5 separate regions of the Mus musculus genome follow, and regions 2, 3, 4 and 5 are each linked to region 1. Evidence: chromatin contacts called from public promoter capture Hi-C data. All regions are on one chromosome and are shown on one strand. The core of a region is the stretch at or near the end of the contact, and the rest is flanking DNA. Distances in the headings are between cores, read along the strand shown.

Region 1 (2,620 bases), core at 82-2,581:
ACATGCTGATGCATAAGGATGGCCAGATGCATACTCGGTTTTACTTGTCCGCATCCGGGCACCCTAACTAAAGCAGAAAAAACCTGGGTGACAAGAGAGGGCTTCCTCAGAATTAGAAGCCTCCTGACTCTCAAGGCAACCTGACTCTGAAAAGATCGCCAGTCCAAATTCCAAAAGAACCTTCAAGCAGACTAACGTTCAAGGTGTCCTCTACTGTCCTCTACCTCCACGATAACAATACACGACCTTTCTTTCACTAAGCCTTTCCAGCTCTCCAAAAGCACCTCAAATCTTGCTAGTCCTTGTATCACCTCAACTGACAAGCAAAGCGACTGACACAAAAGGCCAGCCGTCCCAATGCTCTATTCTTGAAACTTCAGCAAAGGAAAAAAATCTTACACTGGGCGCTCATCCGGCCCTCTGCTACCCTTCCTCAATTCCATCCCAGCTGGAAAGCTTCAGTCTGGGAGCCCCTCTATCTGGGAACAAAGCAGTGCGGGCGACAGCACCCGCGACAGTTGCGGGCCCCGCGCACAATGAGAGAAACTACCAACTTCAGAGCGCAGGAACATCCTCAATTGGCAAGAAAGAGGGGCGGCGGCAGACACGCCCAACTTCAAACTCAGGAAACCTACGGGCTGGCGGCCATCTGGAAAGAAGCGCCCCTTCCCAGGGAGAGAAGAAAGAGGCGGAGCAGACACAAGGGATACCCGGGGCCCGGGAGGGGAGCCCCGCGCTCGGCCCGGCCCCCGCCCCCAGGCCCGTTTCCCCGCCTTCTCTGCCTCTGGTTCGCAGCCCCGGGCAGAGCGGCCGGTTACCTTGATGCGCTCCCGGCACTGGGACGGGGTCCGCTCGTAGCCCAGCTCGGCCAGGGCCCGGGACACGCGCTCGTACATGGCCGGCCCAGGGGCCTTGCTGCCGAATACCGTGCCGGCTCCCTCCAGCTGCTGGTACCGCGCCTCCACCAGCCGCTCGTTGCCCCATACAGCGATGAGCGCGTTCGTCTCTGCCGGCGTCCACGACATACCCCGGCAGGCGGCGGCAGCGGCCGCCGCAGCCCCGCCACTGCCGCCGCCGGGCGAGAAGGAGACCGAGGACGAGGCAGCGCCGCGGCCCCCCAGCCCCAGCCCGAGACCCCCGGACGCCGCGGCCCCCGAGCCCGCCGCGCTGCCGGGCCCGAGAGGGGAGGCTCCCCGAGGCGTGGAAGGGTCGGACAGCGATGGGTTCCCGTCGCTCAGGTCGCCGGGAGACGCCGGGGAAAGCACCTCCATCTTCGGAATTTTGAGCGGCGAGTTGGCGGGCAGCTCCGAGCCACAGGGCGCAGCCATCTTCCAAGCCGCCGCCGCTGCACCGCCCGGAAGTGACGCACCCCTGCATCCGGCCACCGGGGTCTCCGGGGCTGCCCTGGGGCCTGGCTCGGGGCTGAGTGGCTCGCCGCGGTCAGAGGGCCCGGAGGATGTGTCTGGCTGGCCCAAGCAGCCCGCAAATCTTCGCCTTTCCCCTCCAGCCAGCTGGTGCCGGCCGCTCCTCTCCCGGGAGGAGAAGCTGGGACCCGGCGCACCCAAGCTCCGAGCAGAGAAGGGTGGGGGCATGAGGGCGCGGGAGTGAAGGACTGGTTGGAGCCTCCCCACTTCCTTTCCAATCTCAACCCTCACAACAGGGGTGAGGCCCGCGAGGGCCTCGAATTAAGGACGAATTGGCTATTTCTGTTTTCCTGTCTCCGCCCCTGAGCCTATCCTCCCTCTAAGCCCGCCTTTAGGTACGGGAACCGAGGTCCAGACTGGAGACTAGGAAACCCTACAAAGGGTATGTGGAGGAAGGCAAAGCGGGAAGGCTGCTTGCAGTGGTTCTGGACAAGACTTTCGAGAACAGATATGAGTTAGAGTTTGCACGCTTTAGCTTTTCAAGAAACTCAGCCTCTATAGCAACTCTGATTGCACTCACGTGTTCTGCTAGGCAAACACCCTGTCACTGAGCCACACCCACAAGCTTCGTTTCGTTTGTTTTCTTGTTCCTCTGAGTAACTGTGTAGCCAATGATAAAGTAAATGTCTTTCTTGCTTTTATACAGTATCTATAATGGGGACATGAAAGAGCTCCAGAGCCCAGCAGAATAGCTACTCCGGTACCTCAGTCCACTGGGATTTGGGACTGGTTTAAAATTTCCCAGTCAAGTTCAAGGAAATGAAACTGTTCCTGTGACCTAGTAGTAAATTAGCACTCATCACTCACTCCTGAATATTTCCGTAAAGTCTTGAACATTGAAGTATCATATAGCTATAAGATATAACCTTGTTTGTGTGGTATTATTTTGGTTTTTGACACAAGGTTTTTCTGTGTTATCCTGGCTGTCCTGGAACTAAGTCTATAGACCAGGCTGGCCTCAAACTCCGCCTGCCGCCTCTGCCTCTGGAATGTTGGGATTAAAGGCCTGAGCTGCCACCACCACCTAGTCAATTTCCATATTCTTTAAAGCTGGAAATCCTGTTTATCTCAGATCATTAACTTTAAAACCTCAGTAGTGGCAGAAAGATGCCTCAACCAGTACAGGTATTTGCTGCCAAGCCCGCCCAATGACTGAAGACAACCTGCTCTCATGACTTGTTCTTTGACCGTCATAC
Region 2 (2,620 bases), core at 85-2,584, 3.0 Mb before region 1:
CATCCCACCTCTCAGGGTTCACCTGCCTCTAGCACACTGATATACTTGGCAGGACTAGTCCATATTTCTGTTCAGAGGTCTGAGGCCACAGTAAACGGTGTGACCCAACCCATTCCCCAGCAAGATGAAGCAGCATCACACAGTCTCAGGAATGTCCAAGGATGCACTTGACTCCCTGGAGTCTCTGAGGGTGGTGCACCGGCTAACTTCTCTCAGCCTCTTTGCCTTTCACTTATAATCGGGCTATAGTTTTGGCCAGGCCACACACCATGTATCCAGTATCTTTCCCTTAATGGTCCTGTGTGTCCTGTGTCTTTCCACCCTATCGTGTGTCTTTGTGTCCGTGTCTGGTGTCCTCAGCTTATTCTACAGAACTGTCTTTTCTTCCCAGCTTGCCATTTTGGAAGCAGCCTCCAGGAACTTTCCATTTTCCTTCTGATTATGTATGCCCTGTCTTCCTGGTCAGCACTCCAAACAACTCGGAGAACGCGCATTTCTTAGGAGAGAGATTTGGCTGAAAAGTCACCCAGTTTTCCTTCAACCCTGTATCTTGGGTGGTCTGCGAGGGAGGGCTAAATCCATTGATTCCCCTCCCCCAGGGGAAAAAAAAACAGGGAGTTTGCTAACCAGAGCTGCTTAGCCAATCGTTGCCTTGAGAAAGTTTGGATTGTGCTCCTATTTCATTAGGCTGATTGGAGCAGCCTTGACTCGGAGGTATAGTCCCTCCCCAAGGGATTCCGTGTACAGTTACAAGGCTGTCGCTGGCTGTCGCTGCCTGTGCGTGTCCTTTCAGGCTAGCAACCCACTCCCTCCTCAGCCCCCACCCCCCTCCACCTACTCCACCTTTTTTTGTTTTTATCTAGTGTCTCCCTTGCTCTCTCTCTCTCTCTCTCTCTCTTTCCTCTCCCTCCTACCACCGCCTCTTCTTCCAGTCCTCCACTCTCCTGCAGCGCCAAGCCGGCTCCCCAACGCAGTCGGCTGAACGCAAACCACTGAGAGTTTGCTGCGCAGTTCCCTGGGGTCCGGGGCCGCCGAGTCCCGCTAAGGCAAAGACACCGGCAGAGAGAGCAAGCGAGCAAGCGGGCGCAGCGGAAGACAAACACACGGGCACGCGAAGGGGAGCCCCAGGAGGGCAGCCGGGTGGCAAAGCTTGGCAGGCGACTGTCACTGCGTCCCGGGTCGCCTCTTCCCTCGTCGGACTGAGCGAGGAAGCGCGCTTCTTAAAGTTCTAGACCGCAGGAGGCGGCGTCCCCTTCAGTCCCCTCCTCGCGGCGCTCCAGGAAAAGGAACTTGATCTACTGGCAGGCTCGAGCCTCCCGCTGAACGTGAGAGGGGATAGTGCCACGGGCCCCAGGGTAGGGAGCCGAGAGAGGAAGCCTCGAGCCAGGCTGCAGGCGGAGGGCACGGAGCAGCGGCCAGGGACCCCGATGCCGGCGGCCAACATGATGGAGAACCTGCAGCTGCCCGCCCTGCAGGTGCCAGAACCTCAGGGCGCACCCGAGGGCAGCGCGGTGTGGTCCAGCTCGTCCACCCCCACGCTTCGCCGCCGGCGCTTTAAGATGCGCCGGATGAAGAACGTGCAGGAGCAGAGCCTGGAGGCGGGGTTGGTAGCCCCGGACCTACCCGGCGTCCTGGCCCCCGGCAAGGAGTTCCTGCAACTGCCGTCCATTGAGATTACGCCCTCCAGCGACGAGGACACCCCGTGGTCCAACTGCTCCACACCCAGTGCGTCCCCGCGCCGAAAACGCTTCCTGCTCCGCAAGTGGCTGAGGGTGAGGGAGCGGAAAGAATGCAGTGAAAGCAGGTAGGTTCCAGTTTCTCTCCAGCAGTCTTCCCCTGAACCTCTCGCCCCTCCCCAGGGCGGTCTAGGACCCTAGGGCATTCTGGTGGAAACTTCCGGGATCAAAGAAGGAGCTTATCGCGTCACCTTGGCGTCTTCAGGCACTGCCAGGGCACCAGGGCTACCACACAGCCTAGAACTAGGGACTTTACATTACTTGATGTGTTTGACATAGGTTCATGCTGCGTTTCATTTCTTGACCCTCACAGCAAAATGGCCAATACAGTGTTATCTTTTATTATCTCTTAAGCCCTTACTGTGCGCAGACTACTGTCTGTGGTGAGGGCTTCACCTGAGGATGGAATTTGGAGAAATTAGGTAGATAGTATTAGGCTATGATTCCATTGTACAGGTGGAGGTGTCGGGAGACTAGTGACAGAAGTTTAAGTGACGCCTCCACATGGACTTCCGAATCCCATTTCACTTTTTGTCATTTTCTTTTTCCTACACTACCCTGCTGGTACAGGTCCATGTTGCCTATGGAGAGGTGACGTATTCACATTTTCTACCACATCACGGACACATCTCACGATCGATCACCGTGCCAGCTTCAGTTTTGCTAGGGAGATGTTTGCTGTTCACATTCAAGAACTAGCATGAAGCTCACAGGGTAATGTGTGTGTGTGTTGCTTCAGGAAGTTGCCCATGGTGGCATGGAGTCCCCGCTACTCATGGATACCATGTCCCCTCTTCAATTTACTTCTGGACTCGGGGTATGACCATTAGCAGAGGTCTGTACTATTAGAGGGGGCGGGGTGTTGCTGTTATTGCTGCTGGTGG
Region 3 (2,620 bases), core at 61-2,560, 2.8 Mb before region 1:
TCAAAATTCATGCATCCAGGTTTTGTGCTTTTTTTTAAACCATAGAGAGAAATGAGTGTGCCCCCCCCCCCCACACACACATACACCAAATCATTGAGATTTTCAGGACTGACTGACTCTTCACTGAGCGATGCAAATGTAAAAAATGCAAGCAAGATTTTGAAATAATAAACGGATACATTCCTTTTCAGCAAAGGGGGAAGGGAGGAGAAAAAATAAAAATTAGGAAAGACGGGAATCAGAGAAGCATTAAAGATGGTTAGGAGGGAAAAAAAAATCAAGGCACAGGGAGCAGGGAGGTGCCTTTGCAAACCTCCAAACCCAGGTCTCTGGGAGCGCGTGTGGATCTCCATGTCTGGCAAAAATGCACAGAGAGAAACCAGAGCTCCTTTTTGTCACCATCGACATCACTTAAGTGTTGTTATTGTTAGCACGATGCGTGGTATTAGCACATTGCAAGGCAGGGTGCTGTACTTACCCCAGTAGATGAGCACTAGAGAAGCTAGGGGAAGCAATCTGTTGAAGGCAGGCATCTTTTCTCGTAAGTGGTTTCTGGAACTGAACAGAGAGGATCTCTGTCAAGGACTGAGCCCTCTGATTCTTTCGAGGAAACCTTCAGGGATTAACTGCCCCTAAGGGAGCGGACCTTCTGAGTGGGAGGAGGAAGAAAAAGGTCAAGTCCCCTTCCTAGGGGGTCTGCGGGATCTGGAGCCCAGTGTAGGTGTCAGCTGAAGCCACCTCGCTAAAGCGAGCCTCGGGGCTTGGCTCAGCACCACGGACAGTAGCCTTCCCGCCCACCCCACTCTTGGAATTCCAACCCTCTCCTCTGCTTGCGTTTGCAACCAAAGCAAAGTGGACTGGGAAGGGAGTCTCGCAGCCGGCGCGGGGATGCTGGCCTGTGGAAGGAGTCAGTGTTGATTCACCTCTCGCCTCCCCTAGGGACAGCGACTTCGATCCACCGAGACTCAGAATCTCGGGCTTCTACGGCGGGGCAGGCTTCTCCAGCTGGGCGTGTCCCCACTCCAGCCGTCGTCTGGGCTACAGAATGTGTTCCACTTCAGTCTTGTACACAGCAGCCCCGGGCTCCCATGAGGTCCACCAGGCGTGGAAAGAGGCGGGAGCTTCGGTGGGACTGGCGATCTCAGAGGTGGAGGCTGGGTAGAGGGGGGGACCCCCTTCCGCGGGGCGCGTCTCTGGATCCTGCGAAGCCCCGATGCTGGGCGATTGGGTGATCAAGCCGCCCCTCTCCAGGGCCACCCCCTAGCTGAATGTGTTGCTAGCCTTGACATGCGCAGGCAGCTCTCTGCCGCTTTGGTCGCTATGGACCCTCCCCCTTGGACACATATTCCCCACCCCTAAACCCACGTGCCCCTCCCAGGGCTGGCGCGTTGAGAAGAGGGGGAGGAGCGCAAACACCCTCCGACCGCGGTGGCTTCTTGTCTGGCTAGCTGGCTGTCACCTCGGTTTTCTACTGTCTGGGTTTCTCTCTGAGTTATGGACACACACATAGCTTCCACCTATTTACCCACCCCCTCCAGGCAACCCCACTCCTGCTGCCTCCCAAATACACTTGCCCACAGCTCTGGGGAATGGAGGGACACATCTCTTTGAAGCAATGATGTCATCTATAATAGTTACAGTACCAGCTAGCTCCTGGCTGGCTTCTCTTCGCCCTCTACTTTATCCCCCCCCCCCTTCTTGCCTCCCCAGCCTTTGAATTGCCTTGATTAATGGGTTCCCACACAAGGGACACAGCAAGGCAATTTCTGCTTGTAGCAAATAGGGTAGGGTGTGGCACACCTGTCCCTACCTCAGTGCTCAGTCTAGTTCCAAATGCGAGCTTCGGATAAGCTTTAGGGTAGGGATAAGGAAGGATGATTTCTCGTTTCCCAAGTTATCTGAGGTGCCCCACCTTCCCCAACCATTTGTAGGCAGATAGACGATGTGATGTTGAGACGGTTTCCAACTCTTAGACGCTCCGAGTCCTAGCAGCTGCTGAGCATCCCCGCCCTATTTCTGGAAGGGAAACCTGAACCTTTACACTCAGTTATAAACTCGAATTGACTTAACGGATTAGGCATGCCTGGAATCGAAGGGAAGGCTTAATGGTGAAAGACTGGTACAAAAGTCTGGCTCCTGCCCAGGCCCTTTTCTCCTGTTCTCTAGCCAAAAAGGGGTGGGGGTCGGGGGGGGGGGCATAACAGTGATATTCCTAAAGGGAATGCGGAGTAACAGCTGACGGTAAATGAACTATACACAGGAAATGCTCCCTGCTAAATGTCACATACACAGTCACAGAAGGTCCTCAGTCAGGTTTCTTCCCGGGCCGAGAGCCACGGGGTCGTAAAACGCCATCTTGTGTTGAGGATCAGCCTTTGAGGTTCTCAAAATCTGCAACATCTTTCACAACTCAGGAATCAGTGAGGCGCTTTCCTGACGAGTGTGCTGGAACTCTCTTGTGTGACAGCTGGCTCTTCACAGCTTAACCGCCCCCCGCCCCCCCCTTCTGACGCGTAAGGAAGTTCTTTGTACTCATTTGACTTCTATACCCATTCCTCCCCAAGCTGCATTAATCGTTCTTGATACATTTTCCTCAATAAAGAAGTCATTTCCTCCATGA
Region 4 (2,620 bases), core at 53-2,552, 2.2 Mb after region 1:
TATTAAGTTCCAGTCCCTCTGGGGTTACTGTGTACCGCAACCGTGTGTATTATTTCCTCTTCCCAGCCTTGTCTCTCTACCTCTCTCATTTTGAAATGAAGTTTTGCTGCTGCTGAGACTGATCTGAACATGAACACCGGATCCTCCCCTAGACCTGGGGCGGCAGTCGCACACTGGCTCCCAACTCCTTTTTCGTTGTTGTTTTGTTTTAACCACTTTGATGGAAAATAACAGTTAGCAAGTAACTTTTTGTATTTCTCCGCATCGATTCTTGTGGGTGGCTGTACACAGCCCACAGTGCAGAACTGAGCTTCTGTATCTCTCTGCAATAATTCCTGTGGGAGGCTGCATACAGCTCACTGTCAGGTATCTGCAAGTGGGGACTAGACACTGGTTTGTTACCAGTAGTCACATACATGGGATAATAAGGTTTAATTAACTTGAATTCAAGAGTGTCTCATGAATAAAGCTTCAGGGGTGACCCTAGATGGAAGAGGAAGCAGCAGCAGGTTTCTCTCCTTAGCCCACATGGCTCTTACCATGGACAGGGAGACCATAGGGTTTATTAATGACCACGAGGTCGTTGTCCTGGTGGAGAATCCTTCGGCTCAGTTCCTTAGCAAGCACATTGGGGTGAACTCGCTGCAGCTGCTGTGTGAATCGCACTAGTTCCTGCACTCTCCGCTGAACGGGGTTTGTAGGCACCTAAGGAAAGAGAAAGGTGGAAAAAGCTTAATGAAGGAGTGAAGCGCTGGGAATGGCCTTAAGTGCGATTTAGGTGGAAATCCGTGGAATGACTGTACTGTATAATTTGACTCATGTTTCCTTTGGGACCATACATAGCCATCTGTCTTATCTGCATACCCACGCGGTGGGTCTGGCAGTAGCAAAAGTGCGGTATTCCGACTACCACACAGAATATTCTCAACATTGATGTACTTGCTGTTACAGGACCTGCCTACCACACCCCACACCTAAGAAAGCCGTGAGAGCATCGCTTCTCGGAAGTTGAGTCTCTCTAGACTCACCCGCACTTCCTTTGCCTTTTGCTCTTGTTTCTGGGCTCGGAGCTTCTCTGCCAATCTCTGAGCATTCAGGGGCCTAGAGGAAGTAGCGCTGGAACAAAACGACCAGGAGCCGGGAGTGAACAATCTCCCGGGACGCGAACTCATACTCAAAAGCTGGACACCAGGCGTACGCAAGCAGGGCGCGGCCATCTTGGCGAGGGCGGGGCCGGACAGCGCGGAGAGGAGGAAGGGGGGGGGGGTGGGCCCTGCTGATCACGTGGGCAGGTAGCCTACGGGTCACGTGGGGCGGTGCGCGCTCAGTGCGGCTGCGCCGGCCGGTAGCTGCAGCTGGAGCGGTGGCGTTTGGAGCAGACGCGGTGAGTGTGTGGGGAAGCCAGGCGAGGGCTGGGAAATGCCGGTGCCCCAACGGTTTTCGCATGGCCCGGATCTCCATTCTTGGAGAGCACTGCCCTGGCAAGCGTGTCTCGCTTCGGGGCACGACTCCACGCAGAAACACTTCCCCGCCCCCGCGTCCTTAGAAGTGAAGCTGGCTGCTCCTCAGTCTTTACCGGCACCTGTCTGGTCCCTCTTAGCAACCAGGTCCTCGGCGGGTCCTCAGAGGGACGTGTGGTGTTCTTTCTCGTTTTCTTGCCGCTCGTCCTCCGGAGATCCCCAGATCTCTCATATTCCAACCTCCCGCTTTGCGACTGCCAACCCCTTTGTTTCGCGTTGTTTGTAGCCAGTCCTCCCGAAGATGACGGTTCTTTTCCTTCATCCAGGACCCCCGCCCCATACGTCCTACCTCGAGAGCGCTACGGGTTTATACTGACCTTTCTCTAGAGTTCGTTTCTTGGGGTCTCCTCTTTCTTCCCTTATCTACTCTTCCCAAGGAAAGTAAAGAGCTTTTCCCCCTTTGCCTCCTTTAGTCTTTCCTTCCATAGCTTGAAACCGTCGAACCCTCTCTCTCTCTCTCTCCCTTTCCTACAAGAGACTCCCGAACTGCAAACGACGACTCTCCTATCGCCAAAGGGCAGCTGGGAATATGAACAGCTGTTTTGGAATGGTAATCTCGAAAACACCTTGGGATGCGCATGCCGTTTGCTGGGGAAGCTGATGCTGAAGGGATGTCGTGAGAACTAGTGACTCTTCCCTCAAGATAGCCAGATTGCATTTCAGTTAGAGAATGAATAGTTGAATTAGGCTTGGGTGTTTCTCCCTCCAAAATGAATTAGCAGAAGGAAACCACATGTGAAACAGTTGAACAGGTGAATAGCCTCAGAAGACTAGAAGTTGAAGAATTTAAACTTCATGTGATAGTTGGATCTTTGAAACTTCTTGAGAAATCCCTTGCAAGTGGTATTGTAGAGAGGAATGTGGCAATACAAAGCAGGACAGATCAAAAAGGAAAGTATATCCGGGAAACCAACTAGGCTGCTGTAATGTAGATGATCATTAATGAAGCCCCGTCCCATTCCGCGGTCTTTTCCCCCCTGCTAAGTACTGTCCTTGAAATGTGAATTACCAGCTATACAGTCAAGGTGTGATGTGAATTACTGGAGGACTTCTTTCATCCCCAAACCTGTTAATATAGTAAGCTCACAAATATTTTATGT
Region 5 (2,620 bases), core at 81-2,580, 2.1 Mb before region 1:
ATATACACAGATGTATGTACAATATGTATGCATATAAAGTGACGTTTTTCTTTAAAGGTTTGATCATTGGACTCATGAAAAACTTTAAAATGGAAAAAGTAAATTACACATTGTTTTAAAATAAAGTTTGGATTTATGGTTAACTATAAAGTTCTATTTATTTGTGTATATTTGCCATAAATACTCCCCAATTCTGCTTCTTACAAGATGTGTGTCATGTCTCCTCTGTGGAAGACAAGTTCTAGGTTTTTATTTCAGCACAATGGAGGAAGAAATCTGTTTAGTATGCCAGGTTTTGGCTTTTGCTGGTAGATAGTCCAGCAGACAGTGAGCAGCACCAGATGTGATTTCTACAGTGTGTGCCCTGAACGGAACATAACCTGGGGATGGAAGCCAGGATACCTCAACTTCAACTCAAACTTCAAACTTCGAAGCGCTGATGTAAACCCATTGGTAATTAAATTTGTTACAGAAGCACCGCATTTCCACACCGGGTCTTTCTGTTGTTACAATTTTAAATGTTCACGTGAAGAAGGATTTGCCTGCCTTTGACTTTGCCTGGTCTGTGATCCATCCTCTGCATCTTGGAAATTTAACAGGGATTCTCTTCCTTGCAGATGCTTCAGTCATAGAGTTGCTATGTTACAGCAGAGCCAGAGAGGTGGGCGTGTTTTCCAGGAAAATTAATCCGCAGCTGTTTTCATTTTTCTTGACTCACAGCACCGGGATTTCTGGGGAAGGTAAGAGCCAGCGCTGCAGACATCCCTCTCCCAGCTCTGAAAACACCCAACCACTCCCATCCCGGACATTGCCTTCCCTTCCCCGGCTCCACTTATTCAGGAGGCCCATCCCCCTTTAGGGGCTTGCTTAAACTGCAAGAGCCAAGTGTGGGGAGTGGGTACTTGTGAGTGATTTCTGCGCCATTGGAAGTTTATCGGGATGCAAGAATCCTTTAATCATCTAATAACCTCAAGCAAGTCCCTCTTGTTCTCATCTGTCTTAAACCGTCTCTTTCTCTACTTCCTTAAATCTTTGGCGCCTACTTCTTCAAACTCTGAAGTTCCTTTCCTTTCAGTCAATTAAGTTATCAGCTTTATGTAAAATTGTGCCATGGGAGTGCAGTTAGAACGAAAACTGAAAACTGATTGGAGCTCTTAAGTTCTTAAAATAAATAAATATCAGGAAGTCTTGAGGTGCTAAAAATCAAGAGCAGACAATTGAAAATTGAAATTACCCCCCCCCCCAAAAAAAACTATGTAAGCTCCCCTTTCCAAGTCTCCTCCATGGTTAGCTTCTAGTTCCCAGCAGCCAACAGCAGGGGAGTGGCCAGCTGTTTCTTCACACTCCCGCCCCCTTCACTGCAGTTGTTCTGCCCTGAGGGTCCACACCGGAGCTGATCCCGGGTGACTCACTGAGAAGCCCTCGGTCTTCCACGTCCACCACCAGCAACAACAGGTTCTTGGATCTTGGTCCCACCTGAGGAAACTCTCTACCTTAGATAGACACTTTTCTCATTTTTTTTTCCCCCCGAGAGACAGAATGGAGCCTTGCCACAATTGACTGTTTATATGAGAAAGGGTGGAGTGGTCAGGAAAATCCCTCCGCGAGCGAAATTTACTATGAGGTTAGATTCAGGAAATAAAGGATATTTGTTTTGTTTTTCACTACAGGTGACTGTGGTCTGCCTCTCTCCTCTCAACCTCCTGCAGTGGCCACTGCCAGCCTGAGATCTCTGCTGCCAGACACAGTACATCTTTCAGCCCTTGGGTGAGTCTCCTGCTCTAAGCTTCCTATTGATATTAGGCATTCTTTTCCCTGGCCTCATGCCTTTCCTATACATTTTGTCTTATTTAAAGGACGCCCCCCGCCCCCCGTATTTTTTCCTAGATACTCTGTGTTTTCATAAATTATCATCTGTTGCAATTCTTGCTTTGCTGTCAAGCGGTAAAACATTTTAACAGCCAGGATTTATTCCGCAGCTGTTGAAGAATAACAAGTTGAGCCAGAATCATAGCTGCTGATTTGTGGGAGTGGGTGTGTGTGAGTGTGATCAACATGCAGATTGCGCGCTCGCTCTCTCTCTCCCTCTCCCCCCCCCTCTCTCTCTCTCTGCGTGTGTGTGTGTGTGTGTGTGTGTGCCCGCGCGCGCGCACGCGCTGCCTATACTAAGCAAATGCTGTATCACTAAGATACGTCACAACTCAGATTTGTAATTGCTATTAAAATGAGGATGGTTGGCCCAGGAGTAGCACTGTCCACTGCTTTGGAAGCTTTGAGGTAGGGCTGTGCCACAAAGAAAGACAAAAGCCCTTATTTGCATAGTTGTAGGAAGGTGGAGGTATTTAAATCAACTGCCCCTTCAGCCGGTTCATCAGCATCAGAGCAACAGTTGTCCTGAGCATGCTGTGTGTTCCAGGCAGTGCCGCTTCAGCTCCAGTGAAAAGTACCTTTGTTGGTGCCTGCCACTGCAGCTCAGGTCATTTTTTTCTCTTTTCTTTTTTCTTTTTTCTTTTTTTTTTTTTTTCACAACGGGGGAAGAGAAGCTAGGTGATGATGATCAGATACAGAATGCTCTCGTGGAAAAATTTACACCCATCATAGGTGTTAGTGCAAAAACGGT

What was found. Promoter capture Hi-C pulls out the DNA fragments that hold promoters and counts their contacts.
Region 2: a contact with region 1 is called in a promoter capture Hi-C map of pre-B cells. The contact joins the promoter of Gramd1b here to the promoter of Msantd2 in region 1. A contact is called at or near these places in 2 of 39 promoter capture datasets (the C10 cell line and pre-B cells).
Region 3: a promoter capture Hi-C map of hippocampal neurons shows a contact between it and region 1, with 7 times the contacts expected there. The contact joins the promoter of Scn3b here to the promoter of Msantd2 in region 1. A contact is called at or near these places in 3 of 39 promoter capture datasets (cranial neural crest, hippocampal neurons and second pharyngeal arch cranial neural crest).
Region 4: a promoter capture Hi-C map of pre-B cells shows a contact between it and region 1. The contact joins the promoter of Fam118b here to the promoter of Msantd2 in region 1. A contact is called at or near these places in 4 of 39 promoter capture datasets (the C10 cell line, liver and pre-B cells).
Region 5: a contact with region 1 is called in a promoter capture Hi-C map of hippocampal neurons, with 5 times the contacts expected there. The contact joins the promoter of AW551984 here to the promoter of Msantd2 in region 1. A contact is called at or near these places in 2 of 39 promoter capture datasets (frontonasal cranial neural crest and hippocampal neurons).

The regions. Positions count from the first base shown.
Region 1 is chr9:37,488,032-37,490,651 of GRCm38.p6, reverse strand. It overlaps Msantd2 (Myb/SANT-like DNA-binding domain containing 2), which reads right to left and starts at 1,331. Exons shown (of 4, transcript NM_146222.2): 1 at 819-1,331. The coding sequence starts at 1,328.
Region 2 is chr9:40,454,478-40,457,097 of GRCm38.p6, reverse strand. It overlaps Gramd1b (GRAM domain containing 1B), which reads left to right and starts at 1,334. Exons shown (of 20, transcript NM_172768.2): 1 at 1,334-1,804. The coding sequence starts at 1,428.
Region 3 is chr9:40,267,906-40,270,525 of GRCm38.p6, reverse strand. Scn3b (sodium channel, voltage-gated, type III, beta) reads right to left here and starts at 1,310. Exons shown (of 7, transcript NM_001083917.1): 1 at 924-1,310; 2 at 479-558. The coding sequence starts at 533.
Region 4 is chr9:35,266,487-35,269,106 of GRCm38.p6, reverse strand. It overlaps Fam118b (family with sequence similarity 118, member B), which reads left to right and starts at 1,302. Exons shown (of 8, transcript NM_194257.2): 1 at 1,302-1,384. It overlaps Rpusd4 (RNA pseudouridylate synthase domain containing 4), which reads right to left and starts at 1,226. Exons shown (of 7, transcript NM_028040.2): 1 at 1,029-1,226; 2 at 540-705. The coding sequence starts at 1,217.
Region 5 is chr9:39,602,362-39,604,981 of GRCm38.p6, reverse strand. AW551984 (expressed sequence AW551984) reads left to right here and starts at 1,330. Exons shown (of 20, transcript NM_001199556.1): 1 at 1,330-1,455; 2 at 1,671-1,767.